Regions from separate parts of the Mus musculus genome. Here region 1 is linked to region 2. Evidence: chromatin contacts called from public HiCAR-type data. All regions are on one chromosome and are shown on one strand. The core of a region is the stretch at or near the end of the contact, and the rest is flanking DNA. Distances in the headings are between cores, read along the strand shown. Region 1 has its middle 13 kb from the start of Gm30032. Region 2 overlaps Gm36535 (a long non-coding RNA gene).

What was found. HiCAR-type assays count read pairs that join an accessible place to other places.
Region 1: a contact with region 2 is called in a HiCAR-type map of astrocytes, with 2.9 times the contacts expected there. The contact joins two enhancer-like sites. A contact is called at or near these places in 4 of 484 Hi-C or Micro-C datasets (the 3T3-L1 cell line, 3T3-L1-derived adipocytes, embryonic fibroblasts and 1 more), 8 of 115 datasets of contacts at active chromatin or transcription factors (the NIH/3T3 cell line, T-cell acute lymphoblastic leukemia, astrocytes and 5 more) and 1 of 9 other capture datasets (embryonic stem cells).

What each region holds. Positions count from the first base shown.
Region 1 is chr5:112,131,942-112,135,770 of GRCm38.p6, reverse strand. No RefSeq gene overlaps it. Among named protein-coding and RNA genes, the nearest start is that of Gm30032, 13 kb to the right of the region's middle. Within about 2 kb of position 1,885, at least 54 of the 459 cell types and tissues checked have an H3K27ac peak or open chromatin away from gene starts, as enhancers often do. A contact at or near this core is called in astrocytes, where this site is marked.
Region 2 is chr5:111,798,442-111,802,261 of GRCm38.p6, reverse strand. It overlaps Gm36535 (a long non-coding RNA gene), which reads right to left. Exons shown (of 2, transcript XR_003955955.1): 2 at 1-1,391. Among named protein-coding and RNA genes, the nearest start is that of Gm36535, 7.0 kb to the right of the region's middle. Within about 2 kb of position 2,066, at least 175 of the 459 cell types and tissues checked have an H3K27ac peak or open chromatin away from gene starts, as enhancers often do. A contact at or near this core is called in astrocytes, where this site is marked.

The DNA.
Region 1 (3,829 bases), core at 636-3,135, 330 kb before region 2:
TGCCTGCTGGAGACTGGGAACCACATGACACAGATGTGAGTTAGTCATCCAAGGCCCCTCTCAAACTTCCCACTTCTAGCTGGCCCCAGACCATCCAGACCTTCTAGCCAATCTCAGATATAGTGGCCCACCCAGACAGTCTAGACTCTTGGCACTCAGAAAAGCCACTGAGTACTAATTAGCCATGTACTAGTGAGTGACAATGAGTAAACAGATGTTGCTTAATACTGCCAGATACTGGGTCATTTTGTTACACAGCAGTAGCTAGCAGCTACACCTCTATCATGAAGACTTGCCTCGAGGACCAAGTATAACTGTGTGAGAAACAATGTTGCTGTGTGTGGAACCCTGACTCTGCCTGGCCTTATGCTCAGATGTGGGAAGAGTCCAAATGTGTGCCTTCAAGGGCAGAGCATCCCAGTGCCTCACACACAGGGCCTGGTGTCTATGCATTGGCTGTTGGATACTATTGAGCCTGAGACTCTTAAGCCTTCCTCTGGCTTGGGTGTGGGTTCGAACTATGTGTCTAGAGGCTCTGGTGTCTCCGTTGCCCAGGGTTAATTGGGAGGCAGACTTTCTTGTGGTAGAGCTGTGTTAGACCAAGGCAGGGCAGGCAATGGAATGTGGGCCAACCTCAGCCCATGTGTGAATACAGACTCTGAGGTCCCAGCTCAGCCCTTGAGTCAGAGAGAACATTGTAACCAAAGTCCAGTGGGTTTGTGTGCCTGGGTTCCAGTGCACACCAGTTTATCCACAACACACCCTGCCCCATACACACAGACAAAGCTAGCTATGCTAAGGGACTGGTAGGCATGTAAAACATTTCCAATCCAGTGCAGAAGGACACTTTGGTAAGATACAGTACAAACAGCTAACAACTACAGACTTTAAATGGGAAATCAAACCCTTGCTCCATGCCTTTGCTCTGAGGGTGGATTTGATAGATGTGGTATTGCTATCTGCCACACCCTGGTTCCCTTCCCCTATAGGTCTCTCTCTGTGACAGGGCACAGTTAGCCAGCACCAGGTGTCATGGCCCCGCTCTGCACACCACCACGCTGGCATACACAGTGGTGGTGCAGCAGACAGCACGAGCCATGCGGAGCTGTGTTTGACATTGTCGACTGGGAAAGACGCTGGCCTTGGGCCGCACTCAGCAAACTGCTGGCTGGTGATTCTCCTCTTCTTTCTCAGCCTCCTGAGGACTATGACCATAGGTTTATGCCACCAAATCTGGCTCAGTAATACTTAAAACAAACTTTCCTCCATTTCCTGGGTAGGTAATGGGGGCCCAGAGACGTTAAGTTACTTGCCCAAGGCCGCTTAACACACTGGTGGCGTAACCTGAGTCCATTTGTTTGAACATTTCAAGGCAGGGGATTGGAAAGGAAGGCATGTCAGCAAGCGACACGCAGAGGACATTGTACCCTGTACTCTGCGTGAGTGACAGCTGTCAAGGAGCCAGGCACAGGGGAGGGCTCTGGCGTCTCCATAGCCGTCTTTTATGGGAAGCTGGCATCTTAGAATCTTTACCAGCTCAGGGCTGGGAGGGTCTCCATGGCCCTACTGTGTGTGATGCAGAGCCTGCCCTCCTATCCATCCGTGCTGCCAGGGCACAGGGCCAAGCTCAATTCACTGGGGCCCTCTCTCTTCCTTTCCTGTCCCTAGAGCTCTAGGGGCCCAGCAGAGAGGCCTAGGGTCTGGCAGGCTGGGTGAGGGCTTGTTATCCACAGGCTGATGGCTGCCACTGAAGACTGCCCGAGGACATCCAGGCGGGAGCTGTTTCTGAGGCCTGCTGTGCCCGGAGAGCTGGCTGCCAGTGTCTGTGCCCAGGGTCCGTGTGCTTCTTCACTGACTCATTAATCCTGATTAACAGAAAAAGGCAGCAGGCGGGGGCCCTCTTAACAGGCAAGCGGCGGCTGGCGTGCTTTCACCAAGCACAGTGGTGCCCAGGAGACTCAACATCGATGAATTATTCAAACCAGCCAAGGCAGGGAAACCCAAAGACATGGCGTGGTGGCACCTGCCCCCGTCCTGCCCCCGGGGCTGCTGTACCCTGCATCTTGGGGCACAGGCCCAGGGCTCCTTGGTGACTGTGCTCCGACCCCTCCTTCTCAGATGGAAGTTGAATTTGCAATTGATTGTTCCCAAGTGCCTTAGAGGTCTAGTAATGGATCCAAAATGACATTTCCCACCTGCCGGTCCCCGGGGGACACTGAAAAGGGTTTGTGGATGGGCCTATGATGGAGAATGTGACAGGGGAGGCTCAGAAGAGGGATGCATGTGTGTATGCATGTATACATGCATGTGTGTGTATGTATGAACATATGTATGTATGTGTGTATACATGCATGTGCTTGTATGTGTACGCATGCTATGTGCATGTGTGTTTGTGTGTCTGTATGTATACATGCATGTGTGTATGGGTGCCTATTGGTGTACACGTTTGTGTGTGTGTACACATGTTTGTGTGTGTATGTGCATGTACACATGCACATGTGTTATAAGTATGTAATCGTCTTTTTTTGGTAATGTGTCTACACATACGCACATGTGTTATATGTATGTACACATGCATGTGTGTGTATGTGTATATGTCACACAGTAGCAGCAATGCCTGGAATGTTAGGAGAGGAACCGCCCAGGGCCCAGAATAGAATACCACACCAATGGGCTGAGGGAGTATTTGGAGAATACAAGGGGTAAACTGAGGTTGGAAGGGGGACAGGCACCTGCCCCAAGTTGCTAAGTAACTGAAAACCATGGAGCTGGGCTCACAGCCCAGGCTGATTTGTCCCCAGCAGACTGACCCATGGCTGGGCACAGGCAGTGTGCCAGGCCTTGAGTGAAGGGTTTTGTTCCCTGGCATCTTCATGATTCCTATATTGATTCCCATGAGGAAGTGGAGTTCACAGAGACTGTGCCTCAAGGTAGGCTGGAGAGAGGCAGCCTTGAGTGCAGAGTGGTCCTGTGGGGTGCTGGGCCTACATTGAAGTTAGTGGCTCTGGGCCTCCCTGTATGCCAGGAATACAGTCAGTGAAACAGCCCTCCTGCCCAGACTGGGCATGCTGGGGCTCATGCTGCCACCTCCCTTCTGTCCCCAGACATGTGGGTGTAATCAAGTTTTCTTTTTTTTTTTTGTAATCGACTTTTCTAAAACTGTCTTTATAGCACCCATGGCATTTGGGGAGTTTGAACAAAGGCCCGAGAAGAGATTTCTGGACAAAGGGTGCAGAGGACCTGGATGTCTGGGCGCAAAACTAGTCCCTCCCAGGATGCCTGCTGTTAGCTGTGAGCAGGGTTGAGCATCCACAAGGCTTTCCTGAGTAGAGGCAGAAGCTGCTAATGGGTTGGAGTCGGGATGGGGCCTCTGAGCCCAACCGTGATGTGAAAGGACAGTGGTGACAGAAGTTTGGGGCTTGGCGAGCCTGTCACTGTGTAAGCCATTTACTCCTGAGCACACGTCAGGAGGTCGGCACCCCCAGGGCTGGCACCACCAGTGTCAGCATCCCTGGGGCCAGCATCCCCAAGGCTGGCACCCCTGGGGTCCCCTGGGGTCCCCTGGGGTCCGTATAGTGTTCATTTCTCAGAGGAGGAGACTGAAGCTCAGAGAAAAAGCTCAGGGGGAATAAAAGAGAGAGGATTTGAACCTGGGGTGTGTGACACCTAAGTGGGGTGCACTGTGCCTGGAGTATCTCTGTCTAGTCTTGAGCTTCTTTCACAACTCTGAGGTCCTGTGTCCCTTCCTGAGGCAACTGTTAGGGGTTCATGTCCTGAAGTCCTGGAGGAGGCATGTTGGCCTTTCAAGGCCCTGTCCTGAGAGAACCCC
Region 2 (3,820 bases), core at 817-3,316:
GCATCCTGAATTCACCTTGAAAAGAAGCCACCCACACCAGATCCTTCTCTGTAGCTCTGCCCCAACAGTGACTTCAGATACTCCTATAGACTGACATCATTCCCATTCCAGAGATAGAAGATGTGGGGCCAAGGGGCTGGGGAGTGTGTTCAAGGTCACAGAGCTCTGGAAGTCACAGAACCCTCTCTGTTGGTTAAAATGGTAATGGTGTTTTTGTTTGTTTTAAAAGATACATTTGTTTGTTTGTTTGTTTATTATATGTAAGTACACTGTAGCTGTCTACAGACACCCCAGAAGAGGGCATCAGATCTCATTACGGATGGTTGTGAGCCATCATGTTGTTGTCGGGATTTGAACTCAGGACCTTCGGAAGAGTAGTCAGTGCTCTTAACCACTGAGCCATCTCTCCAGCCCCCAAAATGGTAATGTTGTTGAATGGACAGTCTCCAGCATCACCTAGGAGTCAGACCTCTGGGCCTGTCTGTGACGGAATTTCTAAGGTTAGGTTAACTGAGATGGGAGATACACTCTAAATGTGAAAACCACCATCCCTGGGCTAGGATCCAGGCCTGGATACAAAGAAGAAATTGAACTGAGTACCAGCATTTGTGACTGTGGATGCCATGTGTGGTCTGCTTTCTCATGCCTTGTCTTTCCTGATGGGCATGATGTCCTCAATCGGGGACAGAATAAAACCCTTCTCCTTCTGATGGCTCTTGTAGGATATTTCTTCACAGCAATGAAAAAAAAAAACAAACTATTCTAAGCTCTCTAGAGCCCTGCCCTTTAAGCTTCCTCACTACTGCACCAGCCATCGGCGCTGGAAAGCATTTGTCCCAGGGCCTTTATTGTGTGCAGAGGAAACCTCAACCCCATCTGAGACAGGCTTGGTGATAATGCTGTTCTCAGAGGAACTGGGGTCCATGAGACACAGCTGGGAACATGTACTACAGCAGGAGAATTGGGGGAACCCTGAGACACAGCTGGGGACACACACTGCAGCAGGGGACATGGGGACCCTGAGGCACATCTAGGGACATGCACTGCAGCAGGGAACATGGGGTCCCTGAGGCACAGCTGGGACATGCACTGTAGCAGGGGAATTGGGGGACCCTGAGCCACAGCTGGGACATGAACTGCAGCAGAGACAGGCTTGGTGATAGCTTTGTTCTCAGGGGAAGTAGGGTCCCTTAGGCACAGCTGGGGACATGCACAGCTCCAGCTTGTCTACCCTCGATCCAACTTACCATGTGGCCGATGGAGAAGCCTAGAGGAGTATGGAACTCGGGCAGAAGCCAGCTTCTCTCTGTGGATCTGAGCTTCCTGACTATTGATGTCCCCGAGCTTGAGACTCAGTTTCCCCACTTTCAAAGTAGAGACCTCCCGATGACCTAGGAATAACTTCCGTGTACAGAACAGTCGACACTTTATGAGGTGACCCTCACAAGCCACTCAGCACAGCGCCCCACCATGGCAGTTGGGGGACACACACTCTGTAGCATCTATCTCGAATGAGCCCTGTGAACAACCTGGTTCATGATGACAGGATGCAGCCACCATGCGCAGGGTCCCTGAGTGAAGACGTGACAGAGTTGAGCAAAGGGTGTGTCTGGAGCACAGCGGACGCTCTGCGAATGAGCACTAACATCCGTGTCAAGTGTTATTAATTGTTATCAACATCACAGACACTGCTGACATCTGTATTGGGTACCTAACATTCACAGTCTAGGAGAAATGATCTCTGAGTTCCTGACATCTGGGGACTCTGCACATCACAGGGGAGAGGATGCTTCCATTCAAGGGGTTTCCTTCAAGAATAATGAGGCCATCGTTTGATGGGTCAAACACCAGGGACCCTGGTATGTGAGAATCCAGAAAAGAAAAGAATGACCCTTAGGATCAGTGTCTCCCAAGCACGGCCAGGGGTTGACTTACACTGTTGATCTGACGCTCAAATGGAACTGGGTGTCCTGTGTTTCCACTTGCTAGACCATAAAACCACTGGTATCCATGACAACAGCTCCTGTAACTTGAGGAGCCCAGTGACTCCCCAGGCTGCAGAGCTGGCCTGCCAAGGCTCTTGGCCTAGGCCCTGGGCTCAGTCACTTCCTGTGGCTGGCTGTCTTGAGCAGGGCTGGGCTTCTCTGCTCAAGTCGCATTAGGCCAGCTGTCTTGACTCCTGCGTCCTGGTGGATTCTAAAGTCTGTGGACGATTTTGTACAAAACTCAGGAACGTGGACCTTGCTGTGTGCACTTCAGGGTCCCAGGCGAGCCACCTGCTCTGGCACACCGTGGTTGGGTCCCCGGGCCCCGGCTGTGGTTGTAATATGACCCAGTCCAAGGCAGACGGGTGCTGACTTGCAGTGAGCAAAGCAGCCAGGACAGAGCAGCGTGGAGAAGGAAAAGAATCCGAGATGAGGCAAGCCTGGCCTCGGGTGACCTGGCCCGAAGGCGGCCAGCCAAAGCTGGGTGTGGAGACCTTCCTACGCACATCCTAGGCTGGCAGAAGGCTCTTGAGGTCAATGCCAAGGTCAAAAGCAGGCACTGAGTCACCTGGAGATGGGATTCAGGACTCTCTGTCCCAGCCCCAGCCTGGCCTCTTTCTCTGGCTTGTTGCTCTTCTCCTCCCTCTAGGCTGCCTCTGCCGAGAGAGGGTCCCTGAGTGGGTCCCTCCAGCCAATACTCTGGAGGCATCCCACCCTGGACTCGTGCTTTTAAAGCTGGTTTCTCTGAGTTACAGGCCAGAACTGGGTTCCCAAGCCAGGCTCTCATCACAGGAGAGGCATGGCTAGTGACCTTCAACTGTGGACCTTATTCAAACAGTGCACAAAACTCTGATCCTAAGGAGAGGCTCAAGCTGCAGATAAAAACCCCTTCCTTCCTTTTCTTCTCTCACTTCTCTCCCTCTGCCTTTCTCCCCCTGTCTCCCTCTCTTGAGGAAGGAAGGGCTCTTAGGAATGAGACAATTTACAAAAGGTTCTGCACAGCCAAGGCATCTCTAGAGCATTCTCAGGGCTCAGAATGATCGGAGGCAAGGAAGGCAGAGCGCCTGGCCAAAGGCCTGCAGCTCCATACGAGGGCTCTGCCGTGGCTGTGCAGCCTCTAAGGGTTTTGCTCTCCTGGTTTGGTTTGGATTAGATCAGAGGGGCCAGTCTGGGGGCCTAGTTGAATATCCCTGTGCTAGCCCATCCCTGAGAGTGCTGGTGCTGGGACATGGAGAAGAACAAAGTATAAGGACCCATAAGGACCATCCATGGGTGTAAGTAGGAGGTGACGCCCGCTGGGGAAGCCCCGGGGTCGGTGGGAAGGCACAGTATAAATGTGTCCATCATGGGGAGGATACCCCACCACCTTCCAAGCCACTAGAACCAGGAACCCACTATGTTGGAGGAAAGAAACTTTGGAATCTTCTGTGGGTGCAAGGCAGAGTCCTGGTCCCCTTCCTCTACTGATTCAGACTTAGACTCACACTATCTGTCTAGAGATATAACATATCGGCCAGTCTTTAACAGACATTCACGCTGCCCTGGTGTGTAGAAGTGTTTCCAAGCTTCACCTATACTGAGAGAATTGGAGTTCAGAGAAACAGTGAGCCACGTGAGAACACACAGCAGGATTCCCTGGGAACCAGAAGACAGGACAGGCTTGTTCTGGAGTGGATGGATGGATGGATGGATGAGTGGACACAGACAAATGGATAGATGGATAGATAGCTAGATAATAGGTGAAGAGATGGTAGATAGATGATAGATTAGATAGATGACAGATTGATAGAGGGATTCATAGATAGATAATAGATAAATAGATACATTATGATAGA